2 separate regions of the Mus musculus genome follow, and region 2 is linked to region 1. Evidence: chromatin contacts called from public promoter capture Hi-C data. All regions are on one chromosome and are shown on one strand. The core of a region is the stretch at or near the end of the contact, and the rest is flanking DNA. Distances in the headings are between cores, read along the strand shown. Region 1 overlaps Micu1 (mitochondrial calcium uptake 1). Region 2 overlaps Micu1 (mitochondrial calcium uptake 1).

Region 1 (6,715 bases), core at 1,538-4,037:
AACTTGGTGACCTAGTGTGTTTTATTGGGATGATTAATAGAGCCATGGGTGAGTAGTTTTTTACAGGAGTAGAAATGACTCAAAAACCACCCAGCACAGGCACAGCTCTCCAAAGCTGGGAGCCTGGAGCACACTGCACTGCCTGCAGGCAGCTCAATAGTTGGAGAATTTCCCTTCCGGGTACCTCCGATGTTCTAAACCTCTGCCAGGTAGCCTACCTGGTTTTTGTTTCCCGTAGGCTCCTTGGCTGGTCTCTGCTTCTTTGCGGCTTCAGTGGCTGGTCTGACAGCAACTCTTGACAGTCTGCACTATTTACCCTCGGGAGGGAGGGGCCTGGTGAATCTGGGCAGTTTCTGGGCCTTCCTGGAGCTATATTGAGCTGCTTACCTTCTGTCTTCAGGAGCTTCCCTACCAGGTGGAATGTTTTCATCTCAACTACTATTCAAGGTGGAGTCAAAGGGAGGAACAGGGTCGAGGGTTATCAGGGTAAACACATTCTTCTTTAGGGTGAACATATTCTTTGTTCTTTCAGTCCAAATAGTAAGCTGATTCTTGCTTTCTGGGTCTTCCTTTTTGTTTTGGTTTGGTTTGGTTTGGTTTAGTCTTTCAAGACAGGGTTTCTTTATGTAGTCCTGACTGTCCTGGAAATTGCTCTGTAGACCAGGCTGGTCTTGAACTCACAGAGGTATGCCTGCCTCAGCCTCCAGAGTGCTGGGATCAAAGGTGTGCCTAACCACACTTGGCTATGGGTCTTCTTAATGCTTAACATTATCATAGATGGGGCTGGAAAGATGGCTCAGTGGTTAAGAGCAGTTGACTGCTCTTCCAGAGGTCCCATATTCAATTCCCAGCAACCACATGGTGGCTCACAATTATCTGTAATGGGGTCTGATGCCCTCTTCTGGTGTGTCTGAAGATGGCTACAGTATAGTCACATATATAAATTTTTAAAAAGAAATTTTTTTAAACTCATTATCATAGATATACTGAATTTGTGATATTTCTGGTTTGCTATGTCAAAGCAAACCACTAAAGCAGAAAATAACGGGACAATAATATTTGTGGAGGAACATACAATTCCCAGAAAGGAAATAGTTGTGGACAGCCTAAACTATGACCACAGCCTCAGGGCACTGCCACTTTACCTCAGAAAAGTTTAAGTTTGGCTATAATAACGCTCGTGATGTCAGACACTGGACTCTGTGTTTCAGCAACACTCAGAAGGGTTGTTTCTTAGATAACTTGAAACAGTCAAAATCAAATCAACATTTATTAAGCTGCTTCCATTTATAGCCCCGCCTTCTCTGTAGCAGATGACAAGGACTCCTGCATCGCAGTGACACTAAAGCTACCAGTGTGATTTATGAATTTGTAACTCCTGATGCTATAAAACCTAACTGAGCTCTGTCAGGAATAGTTCTTATTCTTCCCTACCTAGGCTCACAGGAAGAGCTGTCTCCCCTCCCTCTCTTCAGGGACGCTCATTGTGCGTGTCACTCCCCAAGAGTCTGTCTCATTCTTTCTCACGTCTCTGTTCTGTTGGGTCTTTGTTTTTTCTTTTAAGTAACATAAATATGGTAAGAATTCTTCTGTCTATAATTTAATAATCATAGCCACAATTTATTAATGCCAAGTTTTTTAGTATTTTAGTTTTTTAAAATCAGAAAATATACAGTCTATAAAAGCAAAAATTACAAAGTATATACAAATATATCTAATAAGTAAAACCAAAAATTTTACTGAATACTTCTTTATGAAGAAAAGACTAGGCCTGGCTCCATGAGTCAAGGCCCTTGCTACCAAGCCCGTGACCTGAGTTTGATCTCTGGAACCTCAACCCAAATGTTGGAAGAGAGAATCAACTTCCTCTAGTCATTCTCAGATCTCCATATGCATGCACATACAAGCGCGCGTGCATATGCACACACACACACACAGAGAGGGAGAGAAAGGGAGGGAGGGAGGGAGAGAGAGAGAGAGAGAGAACATGGAGAAAGACTGTGTGATAAACTACATTTTTTCAAGTTGTAAACTTTTAGGAACCTTCTCTCTTCTCCTGAGTTCAGGAGTTTGCATCATTTTGCAAGAGACCACCTCTCCCAAGAGCTCTCTCGTGTCTCCCGGGTGTGCTGGGACGCAGCCGTATGTCCTTCCCGAGCAGCCGTATGTCCTTCCCGAGCAGCCGTGTTTTACTATGAGGAAGTTCTTTCTTACTTGGCCACAATATCATGTTTAGCTTTTATCCACACCCTTGCTTCTGCTTTTCACATGTGATGTCCAGATTTTGTTTAAACTGCTTTTCTACATAACAAAATATATATGCAGGGTGCCACAAATGGATTGGATTTTTTAATCTGTGTTTTATTTTTCCTTATTTTAAATGATCCTCTTTCCTCCACTTCCTGAATGCTGAGAGTATATGTATTCCATGGCCCAATACAGCATAGATCTTTATAATAATTGCTTCCTTTCATTTTGGGGAAAGTTTAGAAAACTCAGCAGCGTACTTGTTTAGACTTTGCATTTTCAAACTGGCAGTGCAAGCCATTAATTTTGATCTTAGGACATTGCCTCCCCAGGGACAGTGTAACTCATCATTATCTGTCACTGTAATGGGTCCTGATAGCTGTCTAGTTACTCAGTCTTCTGCGTTAACCTCTGTGAAGGTGAGGATGGTGGAAGTTTTGCCTTGGACCAGATGTCCCAGCCTGGCCTTCCCCTCAAGGAAGCCTTGGGGAAACCCTGCTTATGCCACAAGGCAGGCAGAAGTCAACAGGCTCAGAGGCATCTGGGTCATGTGCAGCTGGACGAAGTTCCCCTGCCCCCAAGGGAGGAACGGTTTTCACCCCACCCAGGACAGAGGCCTCTTATTGACATCCCGTCACTGGCCGCTTTCTTCTCAGGCTAGGCCAGAAGCTGATCTGCTTCCCTTGCTGTGGTCTGCTGTCTGCTTGTCAGCCATTATACACAGCTGGGTGGTTACTTGGCAGTGCCCGGCCTAGAGGGACTACCTAATGACCAGGCACTTTCAGCTTGTTAGATGGGCGAGTTCCGTATGCTGCTGCTGGAATGGAGGCGTTTGTAAATGGGAGTTCAGGAGTTTGCACGATTTTTGAAAGAGACCACCTCTCCCAAGAGCTCTCTTGTCTCTCCCGGGTGTGGTGTTCAGGCCAGTAAGAACATAGGGATTTAGCGGTTCCTGGCCTTTTGATCCTGCAGCAGCAGCAGTAGCAGCAGCAGCAGCAGCAGCAGCAGCAGCAGCAGCAGCAGCAGCAGCAGCAGCAGCAGCAGCAGCAGCAGGATAGAGGCGCCTTTCCTCCCCTTGGCCGCCTTTCACAGTAGTGGGCAGGAGAGTGAGCTCTTCTGCTTCTCTCATCTGGATCTAGCATTCATCACGAGACGTGATTATTTCATCTTGCTGTTTTAATGTTAGCCCTCCCCACGTCCCACGTGGATGCTAAGGACTGAACTTAGGACCAAGCGAGAACTCTGTAATCAAACTATTTCCCTCCAACCTAATGATACATGTGATGCAGAGGAGACAGGCTCCAGGCCGTTTAACCGTTCAAGTTTCCTGTGGTTGGATTCTATTGACACTTTAAGTGCTGTTCAGCTCCTTCAGTCCCTGTATCATTTGAGTATTGGTTTGACTCTGAAGTTTGATAAGACGTGGGTGTGGTCCCAATAGCCACACTAGTTGTGGTACTATTTCCTGTTCTCCTCCTCTTCTTCCTCCTTTTCCTCTTCCTTCTCTTTTGTTTTACATTTATTTATATTTATGTGTATTTAAATTTATTTCTTTGTGTATGAGTGTCTGCCTGCATGTATGTATGTGCACCACATGTGTGCAGTGCCTGTGGAGGCCACAAGAGAGTACCAGGTCCCTGGAACTTGAGTTACAGTTGTAAGCTAGCATGTAGTGGGTAGGAATGGAAGCTGGGCTCTCTGAAAGAGCAGGAAGTGCTCTTAACCACAGAGCCATCTCTCCAGCCATTATTTTTCCTTTTAGCTATGTGTCTTAGTCAGGGTTTCTATTCCTGCACAAACATCATGACCAAGAAGCAAGTTGGGGAGGAAAGGGTTTATTCGGCTTACACTTCCATGCTGCTGTTCATCACCAAAGGAAGTCAGGACTGGAACTCAAGCAGGTCAGGGAGCAGGAGCTGATGCAGAGGCCATGGAGGGATGTTCTTTACTGGCTTGCCTCACCTGGCTTGCTCAGCCTGCTCTCTTATAAAACCCAAGACTACCAGCCCAGAGATGGTCCCACCCACACGGGGCCTTTCCCCCTTGATCACTAATTGAGGAAATGCCTTACAGTTGGATCTCATGGAGGCATTTCCTCAACTGAACCTTCTTTATCTGTGATAACTCCAGCTGTGTCAAGTTGACACAAAACTAGCCAGTACACTATGGATAGTCAAAATCTAGATCTTTCCATCCATTGGGATTGCAAAATGATGATGATGTAATTTCTTTTCCACCCCCATCCTTCCTTTTCCTTTTTTGACCAGGTGTCTAGCCTGGGCTACCTTTAGCTCCCTGTGAAGCTGAGGGTAACCTTGAGTTTCTGATCCTTGTGCCTCCACTTCCAGGTGCTGAGATTAGAGGCAGGTTTCACCATACCTGGACTCTTTCATTTGTTATTTTGAGTATTTTATAGAGAAACCATCCCTCATCTGTTTAGTTATAAGTCCTTTCTGGCTGCCTGTTAGTGTAGTTCACATAGGAAAAATAGCCCCTGAGTTTGAACCAGTTATACGCAGCAGTTTTATGGAAGGTGTTTCTTAACATAAAGATGCTTAAGAAAAGTTGATAAATGACAATGAATTATTACAGTTTTCTTAGTAAATCTTTGAACATCCCCATGTCCCTCAGAGAAGCCTATCACTGCCTCCAAACATTGCTCTCTTGGATTCTGTGTCCTGAATTCCTTCTGCAATGACTTGGTGAAATCACCAAGTGACGAGAAGGAAGAGGCAGTCAGCGTGGAGCAGTCGGCAGACTGCAGTGCTAAGCTAGAAAAGGCAGCATGTATGTACTGAGCTACCATCATGTTTATACTAAATTCTGCCAATGTGCGGCTCTACTACATCTGTTACTTTTCTGGACCTATTGTTTCAGAATAAAAGTCTGTGACCACCCAGAGCCATTAGTTCATGTTAACAAGACAGCAGCCGAGTGGTAAGGAAGGCACTCAGGGAGGCAGATCTCGGCGTTCAAAGCTGACCAGGGATATAGCATAGGACCCTGCCTCAAAAAAAAAACAAGCAAGATTACTGTAACGGAATGTATATACTCAGATTGGGGTCTGTACCATGATTGACTGACCCTGCAACCATCTGGAAAGCTGGTCTTCAACCTTGAAACCCCTGACTTTGACCGTATTCTCCTACCTTGATGGTGATTTTAGTTCACAAAAGCCGCTTGCCCTAAACATTCCAAACCTCACTCTCCTCCTCTTCTCTTCTTTTACCCCTGTCTTTAGAGCTAGCACAACAAATATAAACGAGCCATAGAAAGCTAACTTCTTCCCTAGCCAGTGTTGGCAGTGAAGGCGCAGGCTAAAGTTGCGCACCTTTGCTCTGAGACCCTCCAGGCCTCCAGGCTGCGCAGGGATTGTGCAGCTCTTTCTCTCTTTACTCATGCTCAGTCTTTTAGTCTGCAGTGAAATCTCAGATTTGAGATCGTTTTAAAAATGTATTTCATGTATATGAGTGTGTGCCTGAATGTATGTCTGTGCACCATGTTCACAGAAGAGGGCATCAGATCCCCCAGACCTGGAGTTATAGAGAGTGGAAGCCACGTTGTGGATGCTGGGAATTGAACCCTAGTTGTCTGGAAGAGCAGCCAGTGCTCTTAACCTCAGAGCCATCTCTTCAGCTCCCTAAAATCTCAGATTTTAATGCATATTATCACCGAATTCCTGTCATGTGGAGTCATAAATTGGCAGTTTGTTCTCAGTTGCTAAAACCACATTTGGTTGTAGAACTCAGGCCATTGTTACCTAGCTGCTGCCAGTGACCTCAAAGACACTGTTCGGGGTTGACATCTACAGTAATTGCTGTGTTAATTGGACAGATTTAACATTATTGATAACTTAAATATTACCTGCTTTATAGACACAGAACTAATGAGTTTTTAGATTTTATTGCATTGACACATTTTTACAAGATACTATTTAGTACTGGCTGCCCCAGCTTATAAAACTCAGGTATGGAGGACTGGGATATAACTCACTGGGTGGGAACTTTCCTGTATTCATGTGGCCCTGGGAATGCTTCCCTGGAGCTTTTTAAAGTACTAGGTATGGCAGTGTTCACTGTAATGCCTGCATTTGGGAATTGAAGGCAAAAGAATCCAAAGTTCAAGGTCTTTGTCATCTACTGAGAGAGTTTGAAGCCAGCTGCCATACTTGAGGCCCTGCTCAAAATAATAATGAGGAAGAGGAAGAGGAAGAAGAGGAAGAGGAGGAGAAAGAAGAAGAAAAAAGAAGACGAATTTGTCAAATACCATTCAATACTAAAGACCTTTTCCCCAAAAGCACTGTAATTGGTATAGTGCTTTGTATGCTCTGTAGGAGAGCAAGCTGTCACCGTGATATGACAGACCTTTGAGTGAGATGTCACTATTTGTGTTGTCACTTGTACAAACACTTGTGCTCTGACCTCTGTTTCTTTCTAGAGAGGCTGCATGTAAAGGCTTGCTGGGGATT
Region 2 (6,715 bases), core at 1,616-4,115, 89 kb after region 1:
TAAAACATGTATTTTTTTCTCCCTAGCTTTTCATCTTCCTCGGGTAGATAGATAGATAGATAGATAGATAGATAGATAGATAGATAGATAGATAGATAGGTATCATATAGCTAAATGTATATTATCTGTCCTTCCAAAAGACTAGCCCTCCTGTCACCAAGGAGCAGGGGTGGGAAGGAAAGGTGCACTGTGTTTAGAAAGCCAGGAAGAATCTCCCAGTGTTCGCTGTCTTCTCTTTTTTGGCCCTTCTTTGTGGCCCTGCAGCCCCTGGGGTCAACAGGAAGCTTGTATGCGGTTGAGAATGTGGTCGCGGCTGCATAGGGAAGCCACAAGCCTGGGCAGCTGCCTGTGAAACATGGGTAGGCAGACAGATGGTCAGTGATGTGCTGGCCTGCCTGCGCACGTTCTTCGCCACAGGGCGAAGGAAAATAGAATCCCTTAACTGTCACTGAAGCAGAGCTTAAGGGACCCCAGTTTAAGTGGGGCATGTGTTTGCTAAGTCGTGCAAGCCGGTAATGCAGACTGCTTCCAAGATACACAGTTGTTTTCTGCACTATGATAATTTTGTAATTACCTGGGTCTCTCCTTGAGGCCCTCGGTGACCTGGAGGACTGATTACATGCCTGTGACACTCCAAGGGCGCACCTGCAGGTTTGTCAGGATTTAACATATCCTGATTGATATGAGGCCCCCAACACACATACAGTAGAGGGCTTCCAGGTCTAGGTTCATTCAGAGATGATGCACCTAACCCTCAAGAGACTGGAGGCCCCAGGGAGTTTAGAGGTCAGATGGGGTGGAGGGTGCGGGCATCCGTGTGGAGACGGGGTGTGGTGGGGAGGAGGTGTGGGATGTGGAGCAGTTGGAGGGTGGGAGGGGAGGGGTGGGGAATGGAATATGGGGTGTAAAAAATAAATTACAAATTAAATTTTAAAAAAATATGTGGTGGTTTGAATAGGAGTGGCCCCTGTAGACTCATTAGAATGCTTGGCCCATAGGAAGTGGCACTCTTAGGAGGTGTGACCTTATTGAAGGAAGTGTGTCATCACTGTGTAGGAGGGCTTTGAGGTCATCTATGCTCAAGCTCTACCCAGTATGGTTGCACAGTTGCCTGTGCTGCCTACAGATCAAGATGTAGCTCTCTCAGCCCCATGTCTGCCTACACACCACCAGATATCGCACCAGTGATGACAATAAACTAAACCTCTGAGCCTGTAAGCCAGCACCAATGAAATGTTTTCCTTTTTAAGAGTTGCCATGGTCAAGGTGTCTCTTCATGGCAACAGAAATGCTAAGAAAGAATACAAGATGGGAGTCAGGCATGGCGGGGCACACTTAGAGAGCTGAGGCAGCAGGATCATGAGGTTGAGGCCAGTGTGGGCTGCACAGTGAGAAGTCTATGTCAAAAAAATAAGTGTACACATGATCTCTCCAGCCATGTAACATCTATCCATGGCCCTTGACATTTTAGTCAGTAGATCCCCGAAATGCAGTCCTCAAAACTCCCAAACTACCATTTAGTAGGTCTTCAACTTTAAAATGTTGAACAAGTAGAATGTTTGTGTCTGTTAGCAGATGTAGTGTGTGAAACACCTACCACCTACCTTCCCCCCCCACACACACACACGCCCTCTACCCCCACCCCACCCCACCCCACCCCACCGCACCCCTGCCAGCTTGGCCTCATTTAAGCCCTCAGAACCTAATGGCTTGGGGCTGGAGCTCAGTGTAGAGCCCTTGCCTGGTATGCACAAGACCCTGATCCTCTGCAACATGAAAAACCTCATTAGGTAGCTTTACCCCAGAAGACCCCGTAGGCTAAACTGAGAGATGCTGGCTGTCCAAAGTGAAAGCATAGAGCTGAAGCCATGAGTTTTGAAGTCGGCCAGGCTGCAGAAAGGACAAATATTGATGTTTAAGCCTTTTGGGTTCTAATTGCTTGATAATAGTGGAACATGTTACCAAAAGCCAAGTTTGTGTCTTCAAAAACTAGTAAAAATACTAATTTGAGCATTGAAATTGCTACTTGAGGCTCTCCCCTAGAAACTGCCCTTGAAACACAACAGAGGAATGTTTGTGCCTTTAGAGGGTGGAAACTGAAGGCTTTTCATGAACCCTGAGCAAGCCAGCCGCTGTCAGGTTTACAAACAAGAAGCATTTCAACTTCGAATCTGCCTTGTTCCACCCTGGTAGGGAGTTCCAGAAAGGCAGGCATGTCTATCCAGATCCTCCAGGCCAGCCCAGAGAGCCGCGGGGCACAGCTTTGGGGTAGACCCTGCCTGTAAATACATTCTGTATGGTCAACTCCAGCTCAGCCATCTGACCCTACGGGAAACCTGCTTTAAACAGTGCAAAACGTTGCCCGCTTTCAGAATTTTTATCAGTTCCTCCGTTTTGTTTCAGGATGGCAAATTGAGCCATAAATCAAACTTAAATCGAATCCCCCCAAAACTTTGGGTTTTGTCAGAAATTAATCAGTTCTGTGCAAGAGACGGAGTGACGGATGGGAACTGCTGTGGGCCCGAGTGGGAAAGGAGCCTCTGGCCTGTGGTGGTGATGTCGATTCCTTTGCAGGAGGAGTTGTGCTTTCCTTCAGCCGGCTCTCGGCCCCGCCCCTCCTCCCCACTGTTGTAGCTTATTCAGAATATCAGGGTGCTGCCCTGAAGGTTGCAGAGAAGTAGGGAATTTTGTGAATCCAGATGGACTACATCTGCTAACCCAGCTTAGTCAATTGCACGTTGCCTCAGGCTTCTTGTCTGCAAAGCAGAGCCAAGAAGCTCCACCGACCTGACAAAGATTTAAATGAGAGAGTGTACGGGGAACTTCTGGAGTGAGGTGCATGCGCAGTAAAGAGTTGTTATTGCGGTGTAGTTCTTGTGGCTTGTATACTCTGTGACTCATGAGGGAGGAAGCAAGACTGGAAAGAATCTACTCTTGGATATTTCCATTTTTATCACTGTCTTACATGTGTCATCTGCCTAGCAGAGGTCCCCAGGGATCTTCCTTCCCATGCCGCACGGTGACTCACACAGTGCTGGACAAGGAGAAGACGGTGGGGACATGCTTGTTGACATGAACTTACTTAGTACCATCTGACATCTGTGAACTCCCTCTCAGGAGAGCAGATCAACCCTGCCATGTGGGAGTGTGAGGACATTCTACCATCCTCCTGTCCTTTTGGCCCCTACTTGGCCACTAGGCCTACCCTGCCTTTTATAATTATTATTATTATTATTATTAGCCTTAATCAGCACTAGAGCTGGGCAGATATCCACCCTCTAAGCTATTAGAATCTATTTCCCCATTAATAACCCTGAGTTATAATTCTCCATGTTTCGTCTGAACTGCTCTTAACTTCAGTTGGCCAGTCCTCATAGCCATGCTTTCATGACTCTCCTACCCATGACATCTTCTTCTCCCATCCTCTCCCTCTCTCATGGTCTCCTCAGATCCCAAGCCTGGGAACTCCAAGCCCTGCCTATATCAATTCTGCCCAGCTATAGGCTGTAGGCATCTTCATTCACCAATCAGGAGTAACTTAGGGGTCAAGGTGACATTGCATCACTTGAGTCTATGTGCAGATTTTCTCATCCTTGGGGGCAACCAGGCCTTAGGGACCAGTATTTAGCATTATAATACATTATAATAATATAATTCTAATACATAGCAAAAGACCAAACCTCAACATTACGTGTTACATATTACATAGAACTAACATTGCAACTGGGACCAAGAGAGCTTCCTTGTCCTGTTTCTAAATGAAATCTCAGTGCTCTGATAAGCTTAGATTAGCTCAAGGTTCTTTGTCTTGTTACATATTTCTCTTAAGCATTATTGATGTCCTATCATTCAGATATCCTTTTTGAGAAAACTTGTTAATTACATTACGCTTGTTTGAAATCCTTAGGGATCTATTTGATTTTTGCATAAGCATGATTGATAAGACTTAAAATCCTTATTTTAAGTCTTCTCTAAGAAGCAAGGTCATGGATGATCTTAGAGACTGGTTATTACTATTAATGTATGAACTCTCGAACTCAGGAGGCAGAGGCAGGCAGAGCTCTGTGAGTTCGAGGCCAGCATGGTCTACATGCTGAGTCCCAGGCCAGCCAGGAACTCATAGTGAGAGCCTGTCTAAAAAGAAGAAAAGAGAAAAATTGTGAAATTTTCTATAGTTTTAAAATTGGCCCTGTTCCTCAAGGATGCTCCTGACCCAAGGGGGGATGGGGAGGGGTTGTCTGTTCTGAGTTTAACTGTTTGGTTTTATTATTATTGGTGCATATTAGTAACTCAGAGTAATGACCTTCATTGTGATGACGTCACACAGGCGTTTAAGCAGTTCTGCTTTCTCTGTGAGGAACCAAGGGCCAGATTCATTTCTCCCCTCAAACACAATTGATCATCCCACAGCCCACACCAAAATACCTTCCATGTAACTCCCAGAACACTCTGTCTGCTTCCTCCCCAGTTTGAACGCCATGACCCGGTAGATGGGAGAATCTCTGAGAGGCAGTTCGGGGGCATGCTGCTGGCCTACAGTGGAGTGCAGTCCAAGAAGCTGACCGCCATGCAGAGACAGCTGAAGAAGCACTTCAAAGATGGGAAGGTAGGTTGCCTCGGATACAGGGAGAAATAAAACCATGGGAACCTCTGGGTTTTGCAGAGGTATCAATAATAATGAGAACGTGTCGTGAACCATTCGGGAATGAATACATCTCTCAGCTCTAAGGCCCAAAGAGAGAAGAATAGTGAACAGTACACAGAGAGTAGGAGAGAGGGTAGAATAACCCCAGGTCTCTTGATCAAAGCCAGATGGCTCCATGCACTGGAACTGAAGAACATTGAAAAGTTCATTTGGATGGGAAGAAAGATAGTATTCTGTTGTAGGTGCCTTGGATTTAAAATAACTATAGGCTGTCCACGTGGAGATGACCACAAGGCAGCTCAGCATGCACATCTGCCTCGGAGCCCTGAGCCAGGTTTGGTAATCATTGGTCCTTAAAGCCATGAGAACTGGAGAGATCTCCTGAGGAGTCTTGCACAGATTGAAAACGATGGACCAAAGGCAGAATCCACTGAAACATGATCTCGAGAAGGCGGGGGAAGGACTTACCCAGTCTGCTTTGCACCGCTGATAAACACCATGACCAAAAGCAACTTGGAGAGGAAAGGATGGAGCAAGCTTACAGGTTATGATTCCTTGTCAGAGGAAGCCACGGCAGGAACCTATAGGCAGGAACTGAAGCAGAGACCATGGAGGAAGGCTGCTTATTGGCTTACTCTCCATGATTCGCTTGCTAAGCCTGCTTTCTTATACAGCCCAGGACCACCTGTTCAGCTTTGGCACCACCCACAGAGGCCCTCTTGTATGAATTATTAATCAAGAAAACGCCCCCACCAGACTTGCCTACAGGCCAGTCCGATAAGGCAGGTTCTTAGTTGAGGTTCCATCTTCTCAGATGACACTAGCTCATGCCACATTGACAAAATGGTTAACGTGCAAGAATGTATGTATGGCTGGAGTATGGCTGGAGCATCCCAGAGCAAGGACAACTGTGGTCAGAGAGGCACAGAAGGAGCCTAGCCCTCACTCAGAACAGCGAGAGGGTACTGAAGGCTTAATGATGAGACGACAGGGTTGATTATTTACATAAAGAGAGTCAGGCCCCATTGTGGAAGGTTCTGTGGGAATGAGCAGGAGTAGGATCAAATCGACTGATAATAATGTTACTAGAGAGGAAGAGGAGAGTGAGCAGCATTGACATTAGAGACCTTGGCGTCTCGGGAGCTCTACTCAGCCCCACTCTCTGCCATCCTTTAACACTGCCTGTACCCAGTACAGGTGAAGGGCAGCCACAAAGCCCCACCAGCACTTGGGGAGGAGCAGACTGAAGCAGAGACTGGACTGCTGGCTGCCCAGGCACTCAGACCCACGGGAGAGCCTGGACTCTTCCCAGAGTCTCCCCAGAAACTCTCACCGCAGGCCCCAGACCTTCCCCACAGGACAGCAGTCGTCACGTGGCCATGATCAGAACCCCAGTCTGGCACTGAAGATGCTCTGTGAATAAGGACCAGCGTCGTGGTGATCAAGACAAGGCTTCTTTACAGGCAGTTCTGCTGCCGCCCTCGTGCTTCCCATGGTGACTGAGGTCACCCTGACCTCACTGGCCTTGAAAATGAGCCCTTCTGATCGGCTTGCCATTGGACCATCACAGCTTTTAAAAGCCAGAAGCTAAAGAAGAAACAAGATGGCCAGCATTCTGATGTCCCCGAGTTCTGTTTGCGTAAGAAATTGTCCACGAACACCACTGCTTTTTAACCGCTTCTCGCCTAGACATGTTTCTTCCTTGCCTTGGATGTTGAAAAAACTGAAAGGACTCAGAGCCAGGCTAGGTTCTTCTAGGTCCAGCCTGTGTCCACAGCAGGTGCTCTCCTAGCTGAGGGGTAGGCTTGTCTTTAATGGAGTAAGGGACTAGTTCTCCCACTGGAGAGCGCTTCTGCACTATCCAGTACCCAGCTTGTGTCTGTGGAAATTATGATCTACTGATTGCACGTGTTTAGGTGAGTTTTTTAACCCTTTGCTAGACACGGGATGTTTGCATAAAGGAAGCACTCCTTTCTGTAGACAGACTTTTCGTCTTTGTTTTGTGAGAGCCTTTTCTGGTTTGCTGTTTGTAAGGTTTTTGAGGTGCCAAGGATCCAGCCTGGGGCCTCA

Evidence for each region. Capture Hi-C pulls out chosen DNA fragments and counts their contacts.
Region 2: a contact with region 1 is called in a promoter capture Hi-C map of adipose tissue. The contact joins two enhancer-like sites. A contact is called at or near these places in 1 of 39 promoter capture datasets (liver), 1 of 15 datasets of contacts at CTCF or cohesin (the NIH/3T3 cell line), 4 of 484 Hi-C or Micro-C datasets (the G1E-ER4 cell line, muscle stem cells, stem cell-derived neural stem cells and 1 more), 5 of 115 datasets of contacts at active chromatin or transcription factors (embryonic fibroblasts, embryonic stem cells, extraembryonic endoderm stem cells and 1 more) and 3 of 9 other capture datasets (adipose tissue, liver and pancreatic islet).

The regions. Positions count from the first base shown.
Region 1 is chr10:59,733,419-59,740,133 of GRCm38.p6, forward strand. All of the region lies in intron 3 of Micu1 (mitochondrial calcium uptake 1), which reads left to right. Among named protein-coding and RNA genes, the nearest start is that of Micu1, 34 kb to the left of the region's middle. Within about 2 kb of position 2,788, at least 33 of the 459 cell types and tissues checked have an H3K27ac peak or open chromatin away from gene starts, as enhancers often do. A contact at or near this core is called in adipose tissue, where this site is marked.
Region 2 is chr10:59,822,721-59,829,435 of GRCm38.p6, forward strand. It overlaps Micu1 (mitochondrial calcium uptake 1), which reads left to right. Exons shown (of 12, transcript NM_144822.3): 9 at 4,469-4,606. Among named protein-coding and RNA genes, the nearest start is that of Gm23803, 8.3 kb to the left of the region's middle. Within about 2 kb of position 2,866, at least 91 of the 459 cell types and tissues checked have an H3K27ac peak or open chromatin away from gene starts, as enhancers often do. A contact at or near this core is called in adipose tissue, where this site is marked.